2 separate regions of the Sus scrofa genome follow, and region 2 is linked to region 1. A link is a contact called in public HiChIP or PLAC-seq data. All regions are on one chromosome and are shown on one strand. Each heading gives the region's core, a stretch centred on a gene start, on an enhancer-like site or on the middle of the called end of the contact. The rest is flanking DNA. Distances are from core to core; before and after follow the strand shown. Region 1 holds the start of WDR5 (WD repeat-containing protein 5). Region 2 holds the start of RXRA (retinoic acid receptor RXR-alpha).

Region 1 (6,760 bases), core at 528-3,027:
TGAGGCGGAGCAGGAGCCATCACCAAGAGCAAGTCCCAAACTCTCCCTCCAAGAAGATGGGAGAGAAAGGTCAACGCAACCCAGCTGTGCAGAGTGGCCAGAGCTGTGCGGAGGGGAAACAGCTGGTCACCTGAGCAAGGCTCCCTGCGCAGGGATGGAGCCTGCAGCACCCAAAGCTCAAGTACTGGGCTGGGGGAGGGCAAGGAAGGGGCAGGTCAGCAGATGTGTGGGGGCAAAGTGCTGGCACAGAGCTGGGGCTCAGGAAGCACTCGCCGCTTGTGACTGTCGTTAGTGCAAGCAGGCCGTGCCAATTAGCCCGGCACTGCCTGCCCTTTGCTGGGCTGGACAAGTGGGCCGAAGAGTCCTCTGCACAGAACTGAGCATCGGAGGCAATGAGACCAAGGCCAAGAGCTGCGAGAAGGCCCCCCCTCCCCCGAGCTAAACACGTGCAGGAACAGAAGAGGCTCTGTCTGGGGTGCGAAAGGGAGCACAGAGGCTTGAGACCCACCAGGAGGTGGGGCGAACTGGCTGCCTTCAGGTGAGGAGCGGGGGATCCAATAGGGGGACAGAAAAAGTGCCCCAGCCCTGCCCCACTCCTCAGCTAGCAACACCTTAACGTACAGAAATCAACCTTTAGAAATACGATTTCTGGACACCTTGTTTGGAGCCAGCCTCCCCAGCACCTGCGACTTGCTCCTTCTTGGCTCCCAGGTGAGTCTGACCACCTAAGGCTGAGCCTCCCAAACTTCAGAGTGCTCGCCTGGACTGCCTCGAAATGCAGATGCCTGGGCGCCACCCCAGAGACTGGGGCCAAGGTGTGGCGAGACAGGAGGTAACTGGCCCGCACAGAGTGAGGAGACTCGCTGCTCACCACCCCACCTGAAATCTCAGACATACCTGGGGTCCAGCTTACCCAGCTGCCTCTACCAACCGGGCCAACCTCAGGGGAGAGTGTCTAACTCAGTACTTGCCAGACGGGGGCTAAGGGACCTGAGCGGGTAGAAGCGGGACCAGAAGGCACCAGGAATGATCTTCCACATCCCCCAAAGTGGCCCTCGCGAGCCAGACTGGAAGGGGTCCGAGGCTCCACCGCAGGGCGTGGTGGGCCTTCCCTTCGTGACGGCAGCCCCGCAGCCCCGGAACCCCGAACTCTCAGGGAGCAATGGGGCCTGGGGCTGCCTCGGGCTGGGAGTACAGAGCGGGCTGAGGTGGGGGCGTCCCTGCAGCAGAGGAAGGCAGACAGCGCGCCACATCCAGGCACTGGATGGCTCTGGGGTCTGGGGTGCTTCTCTGGAGGCAAAGGGGTCATGCACGCCGGCTCCAGAAGGAAGTCGCAGTCCCGGGGCTGGGGGCTCGTCACCTGACCGCTGGGGGCGGGAGAAGCTGGGGGTCCCAGGGGCTCCGCGGCGGTCCGTGCGAGTCCGTTTGCGGAGGGGGCTGGGCGCTCGGCGGGGAAAAGGGCAGCCAAGCTCGCGCCCCGGAGGCGAAGCGGCGGGCGCGGGGCGTCTGCGCCGGGAGGCCCGGCGGGGCTGAACCCGGGCCGGGGCCGGGCCCGCCAGAACACGTGCCGCGACGGACGGCGCGGGGTGCGCCGGCGTCGACCCCCAGCCCGCGTCCCCCCGAAGCGTGTCCGCCGGCCGGGCGGCCCCAGCTTACCTGCCGGGCGGCGAGGGGCTGAGGACGGGCGCTCCGGGCGTCGCGTCTGCCGCCGCCTGGGCGGGAGCCGGGCCGAGCTCGACTAGGCGGCGCGGCGAGCGGCAATGCGCGTGCGCGGGGGCGGGGCGAGAGGGCGGGGCAAACGCACAAAGCCGGCCTCTCGGAGGGGAGCTACGGGGAGCGGCGAGGAGCAAAACGCCTCGGCTCGGCTCAACGCCTTAAAGGGACAGTGTGCTCCTGCTTAAAGGCGTTAACCCGGGAGGTGACAGGTTCCGGCGGTCCTTCTGCGGCGGCGCCCCAGGGAGGAGTGGAGTTCCGCCGCCGTGGAATTCAAGCGGCGGCGGGGCCCCAACCTTTCTTCTGACTTGGGGCATCTGCGGGGTCGCCGCCCTCCATCGTCGCGCACACTAGAGGGCGGCGCTCTGGGCAGAGCCCTGGGCTGAGCGTCTTCATCAATGTTTGGGACGTCCCGGTACAGAGGCCCTCACCTTCCAACTGTGAAGCGAGGAATCTGAGCTCCGAAGTGTTCAGAATGCCCTCTCCCGGGGCTGCGTCCTCTGCACTCTGCCCATCAACTCCCGCGCAGGGCCGGCGGAGGGGTCTGCCCGCCTCTCGCCTCTCGGTGCAGGGAGCCCACCGGGCGCACCTGCCCTCTCCTGAGCCCCCAACGCCGAGGTACGAATAGTCACCGCGTGCAGGCTGCTCTGCTGCCTGCAGGGTGATGGCCCAGACAGGTATTATAACTTCCATCTGCAAGTGGGGAGGGGAGGCCCAGAGAGGGACGGCTCAGGGGCACAAGGAGATCCTGGAGCCTGGGTTCTCACCCCAAATCCTGCACATTCTCATCTCACTGCCCCACTTCTGCTACCCACGTGGGTCTTAGAGTCGTGGAGGTGGTCGTGGGCTAGGCAGCCTCACGGCCCCAACCCAGGCCCGTGGGTAGAGTAACACAGTTTATTTCCCAATTAAAAATGGGAACACTTAGGAGTTCCCTGGTGGCCTAGCGGTTAGGGCCTCAGCGTTGTCACTGCTGTGGCGAGGGTTGGATCCCTGCCCTGAGAACTTTTGCATGCCATGGCTCGGCCAAATTAAAAAGGGGGGGGGGCGCCGAACATGACACAGGAACCTGTGCAAACAAGGACAGAGCATTTGAAGTGGAAAGCCTCAGGGAATACTAGTGTGGTTGTCACAGATACAGGAGACAAGGCTGGCAGCTGGCCCAAGATCCCTTCCAAGGAGAACGCAGGGGCCGCAAAATCCCTGTCTGGCCCTGCAGGACTGGGAGTGGATCTCTGTGCCCAGGAGGCCTCATCGCCTTGGGTCAGGTGTCCTGGAGCAGGAGACGGTGACCACCAAAGGTGACCAAGCCAGCTCAGGATGAAGAAGAGTATCTGCATCCACCTGCTGCCTGGCCCCAAGCACAGCCCGTTTCATCTCTGTTGATACACCCCATCACCGCTCCCATAGTTCTCACAGGCAGCCATCCTCTTCTCACCACGCCTACCCCAGTCCGGCCTCCCTGCGGGCCTTTTCCAAACCTCTCTGAAGCAGAAAGGACTTCGAAACCCCCAGCGCTGACCCGTCATTCCCCAAGTCGAGACGCAGAGCTGGCTCCCCATTGCCCTGAGTTCCAACTCCATCTCTGCCCCGGGGCATTTGCCAGACAGGCCGCCCACCCCCGCTGTAGCCTAGCACCACCCCCAAACGGTGCAACCAGCTTCCAGCCCCCAGTCGAAAGGACTTCCTGACCCTGGAACTCAAAAGTCAAACCAGGTTCCCAGGTAAAATGGTCTTGCATTCCCACCGCTCTCTGCCCCACCCAGGCTGAGCCTTCTAGTGAAAAGAAGCTCTTACAACTCTGTTGAGTATGTTTGCACATCGCTAGTCATAGCTAACCTCCCGAAACAAAGCAACATGGCAGGTAAAGCAATTTAACAAAAGCAGATGCTTTTCTTTATTGTCTGAGTTTTAAATCCTTTTATATCCCTCCCCAAATGCGGTCAGGCTCAGAAAAATCACAGGTAGAAAGGGCAGAGAGAATGAAAGCTAGAGGAGGGAGCTCCCATCGTGGTGCAGTGGAAACGAGTCCGACTAGGAGCCCTGAGGATTTGGGTTTGATCCCTGGCCTCGCTCAGTGGGTTGAGGATCTGGCGTTGCCATGAGCGGTGTGTGTGCGTACATCGCAGACGAGGCTTGGATCCTGCATGGCTGTGCCTGTGGCATAGGCTGGCAGCTGTAGCTCCGATGTGACCCCTAGCCTGGAAACTTCAGGTGCCGTTCTCAAAAGCAAAACAAAATCAAAACTAGAGGAGAAATCATTTTGGAGATCCGTTTTTTAGAACATTAACTACGCTTTGCCCAATGGGAGCCAGTTGGCAAATGAACCTGTTTCCGTGAACAGTTTTTATAAATACACTATTTCTCTAGGCAGATGATAGGAGCATGTCTGGGTACCCTCCCCCTTCCCCCAGATCCCTCCACCAGGCCACAGCCAACTTCAGTCCTCGTGGGAATCCTTCCCCGCCCCCCAAAGCTGGTGAGTCTTCCGGGCTACATTTTCGTGGCTCCCAGCTTCTCTGAAGGGGAAACACATCTTTCCTTGTAATTCCTGGTCCAGTGTCTCCTGGCTGAGCTGGGTTGGGCGTGGCAGGTGGCCCTGGATAAGCGGATAAGCGGGGGAGCTTCAGTCTTTCGTCAGCTTGTTACATGTGTTACCCTTCACAACAAGCCTGTGGAGTGAGTGCCTTTATTCTTTTCGCAAGGAGGAAATAAGTGGAGAATGAGAGAGGTTGCAAAGCTCCCCAAGGACCCACAGGCAGCAGACCCAACCACAGAAGTCACCACTGGCAAAGACAGAGGCTGCACTCCCAACCAGACTACGTAATACACCCTCGATGGTCTTACAGGACGGATGGACGCACCCACGGACGGGGCGGATGCACGGATGCACAGATGGATGGATGAAAGGCAAGACAGCAGCCTTTGTCAATCGGAGGGTCTGTGGAAGCGGCAGAGCTGAAATTAAGAGCATCACCTTTTTTAAAACTTTTTTAAAATGTCTGCCTTTTTAGGGCCGCACCCGCGGCATATGGAGGTTCCCAGGCTAGGGGGCGAATCGGAGCTGCAGCTGCCAGCCTACACCACAGCTACAGCAACACGGAATCCAAGCCACGTCTTTGACTGACACCACACCTCATGGCGAGGCAGGATCCTTAACCCACGGAGCAAGGCCAGGGATCGAACCCGCAGCCTCATGGATATCAGTTGGGTTTGTTAACTGCTGAGCCATGACGGCAACTCCAAGAACACCACCTTCTGATAGGACTCAAAGCTTTTGAAAAAGCGTATTTTGTCACGTAGTGATAAATATTGCATCAGGGACAGAACTTGATCAGGGCTTGCCGGGAGGTGACAGAGGAACAGACGACGTGGGGGGGAAGCTCTGACGCTCTGCAGGGCAGGCAGCGAGCAAGCTGGGTGGGGGACACCGGCTCTTTAATGGCCAAGCCCAGGGTTTTGGATTGCCAGGCAGTTGAGAGAGGGTCGGAAGACGCCAGATCCTAAGGTCTCCAGGCGCTGCACACAAGACTTCCCAGCTGGATGCCCACGCCCCCCACCCCCACCCCCGCTGCAGGGGGCTGCTGACACTGCCGGGAGACCCCAAGGCTCCTGCCAGCCGAGGTCAGTGGGTTTTGTGTTCAAACTCCTTTTCCCCTGGTAGCTACGCCAGGCAGCTGGATCGGGGGGGGGGGGGGGGGGGGGGGGACTCTGCTCCCCCTTCGCCCACACCTGCCCGTGGCCCATCAGGACGGACGGGTGTCCCCACAATCCCCCAGGGCCCAGCAGGCCTGCAGCTCTGCCATCCAGAAAGCCACTTCTGACTGTGTCATCATCCTTCTCCTCTTCCCCTGGCCTCGGTTTCCCAGTTGAAGCGGCAGAAGAAACAGGAAGCTCTTGACACTGATGTTGAGGTTTCTTCTGCTGTCGAGTTCCCTCCTCCACGGCCTTCGCCCAGCGTGGACCCCGGCCCCTGGTTCCCTACTCCCTCCCACCCCTGCGTCACCTCCCCTGGGAGACTGCCCAGCCAGTTCGCCTGGCACTGTCCTGTTTTAGAACCGAAAGCCCTCGTCGCTGGCAGCCCCTCAATCCCAGAGAAGCCAGACAGTCACCCGAACTGACCTCCACCTCCATCCCTACTGTGTGCTCCCGGAGCAGGGCCGGCCCTTCGGGGTGCAGGTGCCTGCTCGGGGGAGGCACACACAGTAGGTGCTTCATCGAGACCCTCCAAAGAATCGCAATCTCGGAAGGTTCGCTTTCACGTCCTGTTGGATTTAAACCTAAGCCATTTCAAAGTCCCCACCAAGAAACCCCTCTGCCCTGAGCTCCCCCCCCCAGTCCTCCCCACTGCCTGGCTGGGAGCCAGGTGGGCGGGGCCGGCTCGCCTGGCAGGAATCCCTGGAATGCGGCTCCCACTTCCAAAGCCGGGCCCCACCTGTTCCGGTCTGGGCCTCACCTCCACGCCTCGGCTTGGGGGAGCTCCCCTGGGTGGGGGGGGTTCCCAGCACGGGAGGAAGAAACAGCTCCGCGACAAGCAGAGATGGGGATCAGAGGTCCCAGTGCCAGGCCTTTTTTTTTTTTCCAAAGGCTTTAGGGTTTTCCCCCTCCCCCGCCCCCCGGGTTGGGGTGGGGGGTATGGGTGTGGGCTCTGCAACAGGGGCTTGGGGGGGGGCTCGCTTTTAAGGAACATAACTGTGGCTGCCAGCACTCCACCTGTGCATCCCCGTCATGTCAGACTCCTGGCATTGGTCCCTGTTCTAAAATCCACCGCAGCTGTTCTTCCTGAGCGCCTACTGTGTGCCCACTTCACTGGCCTCAGGCCTGTGTACACAGTCCCCCCAAACCCCAAACGTGGTTGTCAGCCATGTGGGTTTCACAGAGGAGGAAAACAAAGGTTCAGCAAGTCCCATGGGCAAAGCGAAGGGCAGAGTGGGGGCCTGTCCCCTGCTCCCGACCCCCAGAGTCCGCCACAGACCCCCACTCCCAGCCGCCTGGCCCTTTCCCGCAAGCAGATGCTGTTTCCACTGAGCCGGAGTCAGCCCCGCAG
Region 2 (6,868 bases), core at 3,810-6,309, 140 kb before region 1:
CCCGCGCCCCGCTCCGACCGCTGCGGCGCCGGCGGGGGGCGGCGGGGGGCCCGCGACGGGCGCGGACTCGGCGCAGCGCCGCCGCCCGCCCAGCCTGCGTGCCCGCCCAGCCCCGCCCGGAGTGCACCCCCCCGCCGGTCCCCCCGCCCGCCCGCCCGGAGCGCGCCGCACCCCCCCCCCGCCGCCGCCCCGCGGCCCCCCTCTCTCCCCCCGCCCCGACGCGCCGCCCGGAGCGCGCCCCCCGCCCCCCGCGCGCCGCCCGCCCTGCCGCCGAGTTGCAAGCTAGCGAGCGCAGTGCAAACTTGCAAGTTTCCCTCCGCCAGGGGTTCCCGGGAGCCGCGCGGGGGCGGCGGGGGGGGGGCGGGGGGGCGCGGGCGGGCGAGGCCGGGGCCGAATTCCTTCCCCCCCGCCCCCAAAAAACTACCCGGCGAAGCAGGCGGAGAGGAGGGCTGGCGCACCGGCACGGCCGGGCCATTGTCTGGGCGGCCACACAAAGCGGCCAGCGGCGCTGCGCGCCGACCCTGGGTGACACGTGGGGAAACTGAGGCCCAGAGTGGCCGCGAGCCCTGTCGCGGCAGCATCGGCTCGGCTCCGTGGTCTGGGGAGTGTCTTACTTTCTGGAGCCCCCAGTCCGCCCCCACTTTCCCGCTTGGGACTACCAGAGACCGAAGGGCACCCCCAGCCCCGCCCCCACGGCGGGGACTGACCGCCGCCGGGCAGGGGGGTAGGGGCTCACGCTGTGCTGAGCGGTGGCCCGGCCCTCAGGGAGCCCTGTCGAAAGGCACCGGGCTGGGGACGAGCTGCCCCCAGATGGGTGCTGACTCTGTGGCCGGTGGCTATTTTTACGCCTCGGATAGTCCTCTGCCCTGACTTCTAAATTCATGACTCGTTTGTTTAAAAGCGAAAGGAAGGACGCCTGACCCTGCCGCTGCAGTTGGGGTTCGGGTGTGAGTTACCTGCGCGGAGCAGAGCCTCCTGAGCAGGCGCAGCCCAGGCGCCAGGCTGTGCTTCCCTCCTCACCCCACCCCTGCCCCGCCCCACCGCTTGCTGCCATGGGACACCTATATTCCCAAAGGTGAACCTGTGGTGATCCAGGCTCCAGGAGGCAGGGGGGCGTCCCAAGGTCACCCAGCTGCCAGGTGGGGGGTGGGGGGGCCTCTAATAGGGAAGGGGGTGATGACTGAGAGCGGGTGGCCATCACCGCTGCCCAGGGACCACCACGGCTCTTGGCAAGAGAGGAAGTCCTACCTGCCACCTGTGAGACCTGGAGAAGCCTCATCACCCCTCTGGGCTTCACCTGCCCTCTGTGGAATGGAGGAGCAACAGGACCCCTCCCACCGGGCAGCCAGGAGTCAGATACCACCAGGGCCACTGAGACCCCTCCAGGAGGAAGACCCCAGAGCCACCTGGGGCAGGAGCAGGGGGGAAAGCGCTGGTTGGGGAGCCCTCCCTCCCCCCGCACAACCACAGGTCATGGCCCAGGCTTGTCCTGTCCTCCTGGCTTCTGCTTGACCTGTGCTCCCCTCCCCCACTCTAGAAGGCCTCCTGGTTGCTGGATCCTGGGCCACCTGCCCACTGCGCCCGGTCCACCACCATCCCCTGCCCCAAGCAGCAGCCTATTTAATTGTGGTTCTCATCCACTGTCATCACAGCAAACCCACTCCCCCCTTTCCAAACCACGGCCACCCGATTCTAAACCTGGTTTCCTCCTGCCAGGGCTGGGGGCTGGCAAGCATGCAGGAAGGAGCAGCCATGGTGCTGACGTCTGGGGAGAAAGCCCCACTTCGAAGGCCTGTCTCCAGCTCCTCTGGCACGGCCCTTCGCGTGTGCACCCATCGTCCTATCCTGTCCTCCTGACCTGTAGCAGACCTCGCCTCTCCTGGCAAGGAGGAGGCCAGATGCCCTCACCACTCGGCCGCCCCTCTGGGCATAGGTGACCCGGAGCCATGGCACCCACTTCTTTGCTGATCATCCCAACAACCTGTGGGCAGCGGGCACTGCCATTCCACCTGGCTGGTGAGGACAGCAAGGCTAGGAGAGGGGACACCGTGGGACACGTCACTCTGTGGTGAGGGGGGAAGCCAACCTTTGAGCCCAAGGCCTGTCCTTGGAACCTCTGGGCCACCGAGGGGTAAGTTTGCCCAGGCCTCAGGGGTCCCCAGTGACCTTCGATGCAGCACTGCCTTCCTGCCCCACCCCGTGGGGACAGGCCATCCATGCTGTGTCACCCCAGGTCATGAGTGGAGAAGGCGAGGCTGTGTGGGTGGGGGTGAGGGGGTGAGAGAAACGTGAGTGGTCCCCATGTCCAGTGCCGTAGATCAGTCAGTCATTCGACAAACATCTGCTCAGCGCTCACCACGAGGCCAGACCCTGTGCTCGGGCTGGGTCCTTGGGTGGAGGTGTGGTCCCAGCTGGACGGGCGTGGATGGGATCCCAGCTCTGCCTCTCACCAGCTGTGTGGCCCGGTCCGTCACTCCCTTCTCTGTGTCTCAGTCTTCTCATCTGTGAAGTGGGCATGGCCACCCCCTCCTGCTGAGTCACGGAGGTGGCTCATTGAGGTCATACAGGCAGAGTCTGGCCTCAAGGAAGAGGAGCTCCGTAAGTGATGCTGCGACCACTGCTGTCATCGCTGGCTTAGGCCCCTGGGAGCCCCAGCGCAGAGGGCAGGTAGGACACGCCCACAGGAGCTGCTGTTTGAGACGGAGAGTCACGGGCAGCCCGGGAGTGGGAGAACAGTGACCGGAGGATGAGACGTGTCCAGCCAGGGGGCCTGGACAGCTTCTGGGCATGGCTGGTTCCTGAGCTGGGTTTCGAAGGAGGGAGGTTTTCATCAGATAGAAGCAGGGCTGAGAGCACTGCAGGCAGAAGGACCGGCATGAGCAGGGCCCGGAGGTGGGAGGTAGTCGGCACGTCGCAGGAACAGCCCGTTCAGCGGGCAGGTCAGAACACGCCGGGCAATTGTGGGAAAGCTGGTCCTGGAGGCCTCGAAGGCTGAGCTCAAGCATCCAAAGTCACCTGCTTGAGACAGTGGGTTGCCTGGGACCTGGGCGCCCAGCCCCACTCCTCCCACCCCTGGCCACGGAAAACTTGAGACTCCATTCGGAACTGTTGGCGCCTGGAGCCAGGGAGCCACACGCAGGCGGATCCGCTGAGGATGCGAGAGGGGGCCTCTATTCCTCAGAGACCCGCGAAGGCGTCCCCCAGCCCCAGCCTCTCCCAGGGCTCCAGGCCGCGGGCACAGTGGGGCGAGCCCGGAGTCCAGAGCCCTGCAGACCTGGCTCCAGTCCAGCCTCAGGGCCTACAGAGGCTCAGCCTCGCCTCCCCATCTGCGGAGGGGCGGGGGGCAAGGGTGCTCAGAGAGCCGGCCGGCTGGGACCGGGAAAGGGAGCCAGCTGCAGGGGAGGCGAAGGCCCCGCTCCCTGCTGGCAAGTGTGCACGCTGTGTGCTATTCCTAGTCCTCGCTCTCCCCTCAAGCTGGGGCTTTTTGGTGCGAATGATCCCACAGGACACCGCCCTGGACGGTGGCTGCCCCATTTGGAGACGCCAGGCCCAAGCTAACCATGGAAAAAACCGCCCCCAGCCTTCCTGCCATGTGCTTCTGCAGCCAAAAATATTTTTATAGTAATATCCATCTATTTACAACCTGGGATCTGAGAGGGTTTTGTTTTTTGTTTGGCTTTTTTTTCCCCCTGAAGGATGCTTTTTAAGGTACTTTGGCCTCTTCCACGCGCCTGTCTCAGCTCAGTCTTGTAAACAGTCTCCGGAATCGCTTGGTGAATAATATTTTTAAAGGCCGGTGTCTGCCAGGCTGGGGCCCCCGAGACTGGCGTCTGGGTGGACGGCTCCCAGCAATTCCAGGGGCACCAGGGGGCACCTTGGCGCTTCCGGTTCCTTCCCCCAAGGGAAAGTCCGTGGGATTCCAGCCTGGCGACCCCTGGGATGTCACAGGGGTTTGGGGCCCTCAGCCCTCATCAAGCAGGGAAGAGTCTTCCAAGACCCCCAGCCCAGAGGCCCTCTTGGGGGTGACAGTCTCTGTCCCTGGTGACGGATGAGTTGAGCTGGGGGAGGGGTGGCGGGTGGGGATGGAGCCCAGAGAGGCAAAGGCTGGCCGAGCCCACGTGGGAGGCAGATGGAGCTGGCCGGAGTCCTGGCCTGTCTCGCCGTCATCGGGGGGGGGGGCACCAGGAAGCTGCCTGGCCACACTCGGCCTCCAGTCTGTTGTACTCGGAGAAGGGGGGGGACACGCGGGGGAGGAGAGGACGCCCTCTGTTAAATGTCTGCAGCCCTGCAGGACCTTGACCGCAGCTCCCAGACCTGAAGGACAGCTGGCCCTGCACCCCCAGCCCAGTGCACAGGCCAGAGAAAGGTTGGGTTCCGTGTGAATCGGGTGACCTCAAGGCAAGCAGCTTTGCTCCATCACGAGGGAGCCTCGTTCCAAACCTCTGGGAGCTGAGGGCGGTTTGGCGCCCCGGCTCCTGTGGGACAGGCCCAAGGGCATAGGGGCTGCTTTGTGGACAAAGCCCAGGATTTCAGGGCGGCTCCAGGCAGGAGCTGGTGGGTTCCCTCCAGAGGCCTCCAAACAGATGGTCCTGCCAAAACCCCAAGGCCACCTAGAAGGGGTCATGGATGCAGGGGCGGGGAGCGGCTCGGGGGTTTAGAGGATGCCAGGGGGCGTCCAGCGAGCCCGGGGTAGCAGAGAAGGGACCTGCCACACACTGCCAGCTCCACCCCCAGCTCTGCCGACGGATTCCTGCCTTCCCGTCTCACAGAAGGCGATGCTGAGGCTGAGGGGAGCCGTGACAGGCTGCAGGTCATGCAGCAGCTCCAGCGCCGAGGTCAGCAGAGTCACAATCGAGGTGGACGGTCCGACCCCGTAGGGACAAGCACCCACTTCGGCCTCCTGCCGTCAGAGAACGGCTCCACCTTCAGGCTCCCCACCAGTGTGCAGGTGTTAAGACCAGAGTCCAGAGCAAGGGCCAGGCTGCAGACTGGGAAAACTGGGTGCTGGGGCAGGAGCCGGAACCGGGAGGCCAAGCCTGGCTCCGCCACCGACTCTCACGTGGTCCTCTCTGAACCTCAGTCTCTTCGTCCATAAAATGGGAGGAAAGAGCCAGCTAATCACAGAGGTTTTTTGTTTTGTTTTGTTTTGTTTTGTTTTTTTCACATGAAGTAAGAACCTATCAACAGGGACCTCAGTGTTAACACATCCTGGGCGCTGAGGAGAAAAGCCGAAGCCAAGAATCCCAGCCTGGGGCACCGATCCCGTCCCCAGCCTGGCTCTGATGACGGCTCTCCTATCCAGACGCCGCCCACCAACCCAGAAGATAATGTGTTTTATCGGGGCCATTTATTATCGACAATTGCTGCATAAATCTCCCCGAATCCACATACATATACAGAAGAGATGGATAAATAAGACGGGCCGAGCCGCCGTGCTCAGTCTCACTGATGTAGTCTTCCTGCCCCCATAAAGATAACGGGAGATGATTCATAATATTTATTTGACAGACATGATATGAACCGTAATAGCCTGTTGGGATTAAAAATATCCGTACGTCTCTGTCACCCACCGGCGTGGTTTAAATATTATGTATGTGGCCACTGCCGCAGCAGGGCGATGAGAGCGGTTCTTGATAGCGGCCATCGGAGGAGCTGTTCCACGTCGAGCAACGGGGAAGTTACAGAGGGGCTGGCCCCTTGCTCCCTGGGCTGGCGACCGCGGGCCCCCCAGCCCCAGACCGGCCAGCAAGCGGGGTAAAGGCGGCCTGGCACACACTCTCCTGCGGCCCTTGGCCGGCGGGTCCAAGGAGGGCCTGGACTCGCTCCAGGCCTACAGCTTGGGTCTGATGAAGCTGCCCTTCCACAGGGGGGCCCCTGCAAGGCCCAGGCCTCGCACTCTCTGGCCAGAGCCCCCCATCTGGTCAGCCTGTCCCCTGCCTCCCTCCACCCAGCATAGAGCGCCCGTCACTCATCAGGTCCCTCCCAGCTTAAAACCCTTCCCTGCTCCCCATTGCCCTTGGGATAAAGTCCAAACTGCTGAGAACACCGGCCGGGCCCTGCCTCCCTCCCTCCCTGAGTCATCTCCCTCCCCGCGGGCACCCAGCCCTGCCCACAAGCCACCCCTGTCCCCGGGACAGACTGCTGCTCTGGACCGGCTCCACACTGGCCACTCCACATGCCACGGGAAGGCCCAGCCCCTACGTGGCCCCGTGGGCAGCTGGCTGACCAGCCCCGAGCCTGGCCGGGGCTTCCTGAGCCCAGCGGCAGCTTGCACCCTCTGTCCCTCTGTGAGGCTCCCCCCCAGCCTGTGAGCTCTCCAGAGCTGGGGACCAGGGGATGGGACACCAGCACCCAATTCTTCACCCGACATATGATGGGAGCCCCGAGGGGCCTGGCTCCTGCCGCCACAGCAGGGTTCCTCTCCAGGCACCAACGGGGCTCTCAGCATATCCCCGTTGATACCCCAGGTCTTCTGTACTGAGAAGCACTTCCTTCCTCCCAGGGCTTCGGTTTCCGCATCAGCGCCATGCGTCTTCGGCCCCTGAGCCAGGCTTGGACACCGCGGAGGCCTTGGAGGCTCTGCCTCAGGAGGAGCCCAGAGGCCTGGCCCTGAGAAGACCTCCGGGGGGTGTCAAGCCCCCTCCACCATCACCCCATCTAGTCCCAATCCCTGGGCCCCAGCGCGCCCTTCGGGGGGGCCATCCCCAGGTTGATGACAGGCTTTGTTCTTCTCACTAACCGGAGTCCCCGTTCCCCAGAGGAGCCGCTTCTGAGCGCAGAACCTGCCCAGAGAGGAGGGGCTGTCCTGGAAACGCGGTCGCCCAGGAGAAGCCCAGACCCCCCAGCCTGCAGCTGGCGCGGCCTCAGC

What was found. HiChIP or PLAC-seq counts read pairs in DNA pulled down with a chosen protein or histone mark.
Region 2: a contact with region 1 is called in an H3K27ac HiChIP or PLAC-seq map of alveolar macrophages. The contact joins the promoter of RXRA here to the promoter of WDR5 in region 1. A contact is called at or near these places in 1 of 5 promoter capture datasets (liver) and 2 of 2 datasets of contacts at active chromatin or transcription factors (alveolar macrophages and skeletal muscle).

Annotation. Positions count from the first base shown.
Region 1 is chr1:273,555,291-273,562,050 of Sscrofa11.1, reverse strand. It overlaps WDR5 (WD repeat-containing protein 5), which reads right to left and starts at 1,777. Exons shown (of 12, transcript XR_002338163.1): 1 at 1,657-1,777. LOC102160100 (a long non-coding RNA gene) reads left to right here and starts at 1,881. Exons shown (of 2, transcript XR_002338154.1): 1 at 1,881-2,331; 2 at 2,933-3,608.
Region 2 is chr1:273,697,033-273,703,900 of Sscrofa11.1, reverse strand. RXRA (retinoic acid receptor RXR-alpha) reads right to left here and starts at 5,059. Exons shown (of 10, transcript XM_021071603.1): 1 at 957-5,059.